Linked DNA regions of Mus musculus: all the other regions are linked to region 1. A link is a contact called in public promoter capture Hi-C data. All regions are on one chromosome and are shown on one strand. The core of a region is the stretch at or near the end of the contact, and the rest is flanking DNA. Distances in the headings are between cores, read along the strand shown. Region 1 holds the start of C330002G04Rik (a long non-coding RNA gene). Region 2 holds the start of Zfand5 (zinc finger, AN1-type domain 5). Region 3 holds the start of Gda (guanine deaminase).

The links. Promoter capture Hi-C pulls out the DNA fragments that hold promoters and counts their contacts.
Region 2: a contact with region 1 is called in a promoter capture Hi-C map of liver, with 2.5 times the contacts expected there.
Region 3: a promoter capture Hi-C map of pre-B cells shows a contact between it and region 1, with 2.9 times the contacts expected there. A contact is called at or near these places in 3 of 39 promoter capture datasets (liver and pre-B cells).

The regions. Positions count from the first base shown.
Region 1 is chr19:23,074,452-23,077,386 of GRCm38.p6, forward strand. It overlaps C330002G04Rik (a long non-coding RNA gene), which reads right to left and starts at 1,454. Exons shown (of 8, transcript XR_001782629.2): 1 at 1,306-1,454.
Region 2 is chr19:21,270,781-21,273,715 of GRCm38.p6, forward strand. It overlaps Zfand5 (zinc finger, AN1-type domain 5), which reads left to right and starts at 1,498. Exons shown (of 6, transcript NM_009551.5): 1 at 1,498-1,962. LOC115489044 (atherin-like) reads left to right here and starts at 678. Exons shown (of 2, transcript XM_030251153.1): 1 at 678-710; 2 at 995-1,962. The coding sequence starts at 678. The coding sequence ends at 1,687.
Region 3 is chr19:21,471,117-21,474,051 of GRCm38.p6, forward strand. It overlaps Gda (guanine deaminase), which reads right to left and starts at 1,545. Exons shown (of 14, transcript NM_010266.2): 1 at 1,252-1,545. The coding sequence starts at 1,374.

The DNA.
Region 1 (2,935 bases), core at 204-2,703:
CACGCCTTTGATCCCAGCACTCGGGAGGCAGAGGCAGGTGGATTTCTGAGTTCGAGGCCAGCCTGGCCTACAAAGTGAGTTCCAGGACAGCCAGGGCTATACAGAAAAACCCTGTCTCGAAAAACCCTGTCTCAAAAAACCAAAAAAAAAAAAAAAAAAAAAAAAAAAGAAGAAGAAGAAGAAGAAGAAGAAGAAGAAGCACATTTGAGGCCTGCCACTGGTCACGTGGGTGAAATCTGAAGTCCACAGTCTCCCAGTTTGAGCCTCCAGTTTGAGCCTCCAGTTAATGATATCTTCAGACTACACCTTGATCGAAGCTTTATGAGACATGTCACGTGACCAGATCTCACTAAGTCACACCCAGGTCTCGATGTTCACTGATGGTTGGCGGAAGTAATTTTTGTTCCCTATAGTATGAGAGGGTACATGAGACTGGTTGCTCACACTAGTGTGAGTCAGGAATCTGGGAGCAATGAAGGCTTATCTCTCTTTCCTCCTTTCTCTTTTCATTCCTTCTGAGCCTCTACCCATGAGATGATGCCACCCACTTAAGGGAGGGCCTCCCCTCCTAGGTTAGTTGTCTTTGAAAATGACCCCCATAGAAAAAACTAAATATGTGCCTCACTAATGCGCTATGTACGACTAAATCCAATCAAGTGGACAAAAATTAACCAGCACAAGTTCACCTTTGAACCAGCAGTGATCACACATGCCTTTAATCCCATTACAGAGGCAGGCGAATCACTTGAGAGATGAGTTTGAGGCCAGTCTGGTCTACAAAACAGGTTCCAGGGCTACATAATGAGACCCTGTCTCAAAAATACATACATACTTATGTAGGGATGGTGCTGATGCTAAGGTCCTGTTCTCCAATTGGTTGTTGATCCATCAATAAAGATGCTAGCGGCCAGTGAGCTGGGTGAAATAGGCGGGACTTCCGGGTCCCCGCAGGCAAAGTAGCAGACACAGGAGAACTAGGAGGGGGTGGAATGGGGTAAAAGAAGGAGGCTAGTGGCTGCAGGAGATAAAGCCGACCAGCCAAGAGGGTTTTCCATTAGAGTGGCCAAGGAAACAGAGCCATTCAAATTATGTAGCTCCATGTGCATCCCGCATCAAAATTCTCAGGGGCATCATAGAGACTCTAACAGCCATTGTGGCCCCCCACTCAAGCTCTGAAGCCTCTCTTCGGAGCCTGTTCCCTCCGTAGCTGCAGTTTTCAGCAAATGCCCCATGTTTCTGACATCTCCAACAGCCTGGGGTCTCCCCTGTATCTTAGACTTCATCTTTATAGTTTTAAGCACTAACCTTTCAGGGCCTCGATGTAGGGAATCCAACCCAGCCATACATTGCCTGGCTTTGGCAGCTTTCCATGCAAGCCTCCTTCGGCAAGCCTCCATGCGCCCCTCATTCTTGAATCCTGTGTTCTTGAAGAATCAACAACACTTGGATGAATCAAAGTTCTGCCCTCAGTTTGAGCTGTAACCTGGGTCACGTGGGTCACAGCTGTTGGGCCTGGGGGGGTATCCATTCAAGAATTAACCAGAGAAACCATCCCCCTAAGCAGCTACATTCCAGGAGGCTTTGCTAAAGCTCTATCTTTCCAGGAACACTCCTTTCAAATGAATCTGCATTACACTTAGCGGCTCCCCGTGGGTGGGCCCTTACCCTCAAGGCCTGCTTCCTAGAGTCCCAGAGTGTCTCTTCTATTTAATGGCACTTATCTCTTTAACCATCACAGACACTTTCTCTGCATCTGCCTTGTTCTTTTTTTTTTTTTTTTTTAAGATTTATTTATTATATCTAAGTACACTGTAGCTATCTTCAGACACTCCAGAAGAGGGTATCAGATCTCATTACAGATGGTTGTGAGCCACCATGTGGTTGCTGGGATTTGAACTCCAGACCTTCAGAAGAGCAGTCGGATGCTCTTACCCACTGAGCCATCTCACCAGCCCCATCTGCCTTGTTCTTAACGTTAAACTCACCCTTACGTTGCAGGACATTTATTTGTTCTTTCTTCATTTACTGCTCTCTCAATAAACCTGGATCTGTATGTGAGTCACAGTCGTGACATTCCATTACTGGTCTTAAGATTTCCTTCAAATGACTTAGTTTTGTTTGTTTGTTTGTTTTTGTTTTTGAATTAGCCTCAATCAGGTTCTAGGACATGGAAGGATGCAGACACAGTCTTTTCTTTCTTCCTTTCTCTCTCTCTCTCTCTCACTTTCTCTCTCTCTATCTATTCTATGTACATTGTGGTTCTCCTCGAACACACCAGAGGAGGGCATCTGATCCTATTACAGATGTCTTTGAGCCACCAAGGGGTTACTGGGAATTGAACTCAGGACCTCTGGAAGAAGAGCCAGTGCTCTTAACTGCTGAGCCATCTCTCCAGCCCTACAGACAGATTCTTGGCCAGAATGTAACGTGAATGGCTTTTAGTCCGGTTTCTAGTAGAGTCCTTGCTCTGTCCTTCTGAAATCTCTTGTCTGCATCTCCACTGGCAGTTTTGTATTCCAGATGCCCAACCCAAAATGTTCCATTATGTTTTTCTTACAGTGTTCTGGGTCTTCATTCACCTGCAACTCCAAGTTCATCCACCATCAGCCATGAGCCATACGGTCAGGCATCCACAGTGTTAACCATACTCTTGCTTCTCCGTTTTCTGTACCCCGTTTTATTTTTTATTTTTTTCTGTTGCTGTGACAAAACATTTGATAGAAAGCAACTTAAGAAAGGAGCGGTTTAGTTTTGCTTCCAGATTGAAAGATGATATTCCAAAATGGTGAAGAGGGCACAGAGAGAGAAGATTAAAGCTGCTTACTTACATCTGGGCAGACCAGAAAGCAGACAGACACAGAGTGATGGCGTTCATAGGATTTTTGTCCTCTGAACTTTAGGGTTATTTGTTATATGTCACGAATACCTAATATTA
Region 2 (2,935 bases), core at 248-2,747, 1.8 Mb before region 1:
CTTGTCAATTTTAACTTACACTATTGATAAGTTTTGTTAGCATCAACAGCTTGATTTTAAAATGACTTTGTTGTTTAAATTGGACAAGATAAATTATAAAGCTCTTCTTTTTAAAATGGAAGAATAAAAAGAGACAGACAATAAGGTATGCTCTATTTAAAAAAAATCTCTGAAGTTATTTTTATCCTCATAATTACGGTTTCCATTAGTCTCTAGCGCTTCAGGCAAGAGCATCCTTCATCATGACTGCCTTACCCTGACAAATGGACAGGGAGGGCATTTTTCTCAGTAAACTGCTGTGATAAATAAGGAGACCCTAAATGAAAAATAGATGACACTGAAATGGCTGGTAAATGGTAGCAGTTAGTTTTATTATTTACTAGTTTACAGAAATAAATCCCAAAGATCCTAGGACAAATGACCCAAACTAAGTCTGAAATACATTACTTGACCATAGCAATATAACCCCGAAATAGGTTTTTAAAATGTATTATGTACCGGTTAGTCCACTTGCTGTGCAGGGAGCAGTTAGATTTGGAGCATCAGGGCAGCACCCCTCCCCCACACTACTTCCACAATATCACAAATACAAAATCTAGAAATGAGGTTCGTGTGTCCCAGTCAAGGCCAACCCTAGGGTACCTTAGAGATAGGCCTAGGGTTTTTAAATACCCGAAATGAAGGACCCTAAGTGCATAAATGCCGTTAAGGTAGCCCTTCAAGGCCTACGGTTCTTAAATACCCGAAGTGAAGGACCCTAAGTGCATATTTGTAGCTAAGGTAGTAGCCCTTATGGATTTCGGCAGAGACATTTTGTGACCAGAACCCACGGAGAGACCAGCAGAAAGCTTCTTCTGTTCGTGCTCTGGGCAGGTACCCAGCACCTTGCCCTTGCCTGGGGTCCGGCTTGTTTGTCCCTCTTGCTCCATCTCATCAGGCTTGTCAGGGTTCTCCGTGCTTCACTGGAATAGTAAATTTCCAGGGGTTTCTATAGGCTGGCTTAACAGTTCAGAACGGCGGCGCGGGGCTGGGGCTGGTGGGCGGTCCTAGCTCAGAGCTGGCAGCGCACCGCGACCTTGGGCGGTGGCAGGCGGAGCTGCGGCGACACCCGGAACCCTGCCAGCCTCCTCCGGGCCGTGCCTTCCCGTCCCGCGGGGAGGGGACCCCGGCGGAGCTGGGGACGAAGCGTGAGAAACTGGGCTGGTGTGGGTGGCTGAGGGCGGACAATAGGGTTAAAAATAGAAGCGCTGCCTCCGTGGACCCGCCGCAGCAGCTCCACCCAGGGCCCCGCGGGCCGGAGGGTGACTGGGCGACGGTGACCGCAGCCTCCGGACTCGCCCCGCCCCCAAGTGCGGCCCCGCCCCCGGCTAGTGCCTGCAGGTCAGGGGCGGGGCCTCGTCCCGCGACGTCATCGCGCCGCGGGCGTGCCGACCGGGTTTTCGCTGACGCACAGGCCCCGCCCCCGCCGCCCTTTCCCTCAGATCCCGAGCGCCGGTCAGAGCCAGAGCGTCAGTCGTCGGGATCGCTGAGCGGTGTGCATCTGGTCAGGCGTCCGCTCGCTGCCCGGAGTCGCGCAGAGTCTCTGGCGAACGCGGAAGCCCGAAGAGCGCAGTCCTCGGGCCCCGTCGGCGCTCAGGCCTCTCCGCGCGCCTCCTCACTCGGCCGGGACGTCGCTGTGGAGGCGTGAGGTGCCGGCGGCCGGGCGCCTGGAGCGGCGCTAGCCCCGCGGCCTGCGGTTCTTCTCCTCCCCCGCCGCCCTCCCACCCGAGCTGCGGCGGGGCTCGGCCGCCTCGGCGCTTCTGCACGAACAAAGGAGGCCTCCGCGGCGCCAGCGCAGCTCCGCCTGCGCTCCGCTCCGCTCCGGCCCGCGGCGGCCGCTAGCCAGCCCTTCCCGGAGGCCTCAGCCCGGCCCACCGCCCGGCGTCGCGCGCCAGCTCGCTAGTGCATCCGGGCCCCCGCAGGGTAAGTGGCGCGAGCCGGGACGGCGCGGGGGCGGGAGCACGCCCGATCGGCGAGCACAAAGACGGGCCCGGCCGGGCCAGCGGGCTGGACGGGACAATGCCCGGCGTGCCGCGGCGCCGGGTGCCGGCCGGCCGACCGACCGACAGGATAGACAATGGCAGAGGCGGCTACTGCCGCGCCTGGCTCCCTGCACAGCCGAGTTGTTCCGGCGAGGGACCGTCGAGTGCATGACTCAGTGGTTTTTGGAGCAGGCCCTACCGGGCTTCCCGGAGCGCGGCCTGCGCTGCGAGGGGGGTGGGGGGCCTCTGGGTCCCGAACTCGGTCGAAATCGCTGGAACCGGGACTGACGGCTCTTCTCCCGGAGGGTTTTTAGTTTTTTCCAATGCGGTTAAGCTTCTCCCTCAAAATCCTTTGCATGGAAGCAAGTCGAGCGCCTCTCCCTTTGTTTCTTTCCTACGTGAACATTTGTGAAGTTGACATTTTGCTTGCTTTCCGTGCACTCCGTGTAGTTGTATTCTGAGGGAAGGTATTATAAGCTAACTGTCGATTGGAGCTGCCTAAGAATATTACCTGAGATAATTAGAAGAAAATAATATATAGGTCAGAGCCTCCTTTCTTAAAATCGGTATTTAGTAATCAAGGGAATAGTAAGATAGTAATTAATTTTATCTTATTTTGATTTTTTTAGGTGAGATTTCATTATTCAACTGCTGAAAATATTTCACTTTTACATTTCAAGTTTGTTTTTGAAGTGTCTCGCCCCAAAATAAGGGATTTCTTTTAGTTGTTCTAAATTGTTTTGTGGCTGGAACCGGTATTAAGTATGGAAAGAAGCTCTTAGAAAAAAAAAACTATTTGACTGTTTGGCAGAGGTGTCTGAAATCTGGAGACTAAGGACTTGCACAAGGTCAGGCTTAGTAGCACATTAGAGTTTAGAGTTCGGGTCTGACCTCGAGGTTAGGGAGTGATCTTG
Region 3 (2,935 bases), core at 295-2,794, 1.6 Mb before region 1:
GGAGGAGTTAGTTCACTGAAGCTGAGGATCACAGCCCAAAGCGTGGAGTGGATATGTATGCAGGTCTCCAGGTTTACTGAAGTCTCTCCGTTAGGTGAGCTCTGAGAATGTTATCACCTTGGAAACGCAACATCCTGCTTCCCAATGTACCAACAACAACAACAGCAAAAAAAAAAAAAAATCAAGTCCCACAAGAAAACAAGATTGGGAGCCTGTGTGGTGGCTCAGCATGTAAAAAGTACTTGTCACCAAGGTGCTTGTCACCAAGCCTGAGGACCTGGATTCAGTTCCTGGAATCCATGGGGATTAAGGAGAGAACCAACAAAGAGAACACGTTGCTCTCTGACCACACATGCTACTTTGAGTATGTACACACACACACACATTTTTAAAAATCTTTAAGAATATCAGGTTTGGTTACTCCCAAATCTAAGTCATAATTCAGCATGGTCAATGACAGCATCTTCAACTTGGCAGACCACAGACTGGTATACTTTGAGAAACAATTAAAAATCCCATTCTGCCCCCAAAATGAAATGACTTCACTTATCAAACTGGCCAGGATGTTACTAATGTACACTGTCACCATCTGGGTGGACAAAGAAGTGCCAGGTATCAAAGGACACTTGTGGAAATCTAATTGTAGGGGGAGGGTATAAAAGCTATAATCATAGAAGGCATTTTGAACCTTAAAATGAAACCGTTTGTTTTGATTCAAATGGCTGTGTTGTGTGTGTGTGTGTGTGTGTGTGTGTGAGAGAGAGAGAGAGAGAGAGAGAGAGAGAGAGAGAGACAGAGAGACAGAGAAGACAGAGACAGAGACAGATTTTCCAGTTCTGTCCCTTCCAAGATTAAACTTGTGTAACATGTAGTGTTAATGCATTGTTTGATGAAAGAGCCTGCGAATGAGACCAGATGTTTTTGCTTATTCTACCTGATAAATTCAGCAGACAACACTAATCAACTGATCCCCACGCCACCCTGGTCAGCTCTGTCTCAAGAAATTCAACCACCTTTTCTAGGGATGCCTACAGTGCGGTGCGAGTACTGTTCCAGGCTTCTGGGATGTCATTCCGCCCTAGCCAGGTTACAAACCTAGTGATCAGTCAGTCTGCCTTCTCTAGAAGCCAAACGCTAAAGTTCAACTCTGGAGCCACCGTGCTCGCTCTACAGGAGCGAACCCTGAACGCGCAGTGCCTCGCCAGGGTCCCTCCACCTGTCCGCGGTGCGCGGGACCCGGTGCCCACTCACTTTGCCGCTGTCGCTCACGCCGAGGAGGTGATCGCGAAGCACCTCCATGGGGCAGGTCCAGGTGGAGTGGACGAAAGTCCCTCGGAAGACGAGCGCCAGCGGCGGCGTCCGAGCCGCACACATGGCTGCAGCAGGGCAGCGCGAGTTCACTGGCCAAGGAGGGCGCACCGGGCGGGCGCAGAGCGGTTCCTGCGGCTGCGGAGCGGGAGCTGCTGGCTCTTGGGGCTCGTTCTGCCCCCGCTTCCCCAGGCGATCGCCTGCCCCCTGCAGGCCGCGCCCAGGGGCTGGCTCCCTGCCTCCTGGATGCCAATAGGATTTTTCTCCTCTGAGTTGGCTCCAGCTCCCTTGGGGTGTGGCTTTCCTCCCCACCCCTGCGTTGGTTTTGGATGTGTTAACTCCTTGAGTTATCGAAATCAAGCCACTCTGACTTGCTTTCGTTGTGCACCTACACTGTCTTCTCTGAGCCTTCTATACTCCTAGGACCGTTCATCCCCTCAACTTGAGCACCAGAATTCTGAACTTGCATAAACGTGGTGACAGGTGAAAGGTCACTTTGAGCTGTACACCTTGTGGCCAGTTTCCTTTCCTGAGATTGAAGGATGCATACTATGTGTTCATTGTTTGCTGGGGTTCTGGAAGCTTGACTTATGTGGAACTTTACAGGGATCTCCAGCACCAAGGGTTAATCTAGATCTCAAAGTCCCTCTCTTCCACCGAGGTCAATATTTTAGTCCTTTTGCCCATCCACATACAATACCACGACTAACTTGTCTTGTGTCTGAGGAAACTAATTTTATTTATTCAGTTGTAAAAGAGGAGAAAATGAAGTTCCCAGCAGCTGAAGTACAAGGGTAGAAATCTAAAGACCACCTGCAAGCTACCAAACAGTCTGAGGTCTTCCATTCCTTTCATGAAATCAGAACCTGGGCCAAGTCACTACAAAACCTGTCCAGGTTCCCTCCCCCCACAACAGCCTCCAGCTCCTCGAGTTAGGTCCTGCAGGCAGGACTTTCTGGTTACCTTCAAAGTGTGGATCCCAGGTTTCCTCTGCTGCTCCCCACAGCAATGGGCTTGCTCTGAATCTAAATGGGGCAGCCTCTCTTCATTGCTTTGCCTTAAGTTGTAACTCCATGCAGTAACTGCCCCTGCCCAAGAGCTAACTTCCCCCTATCCAGAAGTTCCCGTCCCAGGAATCCATCCTTTTCCTTCACTGGTCATATCCATCCTTAAGAGTGTCATTTTCTCCCATATGTTTATTACCATTTCTTTTTAATGTTAATATTTTATTCCTTTGATCATTTTTTACAATGTATTTTGATCATATTTACTCACTACCCCCACTCTTCCTACTAAATTCCCTCCAGATTGTGTCTTCTATATGCAGGAAAACTGCACCATGTGATCTCAATAACATAGTAGCCTACACGAGGCTACACCTGAGCACTAACATTAGCTGACAATCAAGCTTGGTATCGGGAAATCCCACAAGACCTCTCCAGATGAAGTGCTACAGGCAATTAATGAGGGCTGAGAAGGCGAGTCAGTCTTTGTCAGGGATGAGCCCTGTAATTAGATATCTAGTACCGAATGGTCACATCTATAAACATATCCTTATGAACAATACCAAATGGACTTAAGTTGCATTTACATTTTTATGTATGTTTACAGGTAGTACATTGTGAGA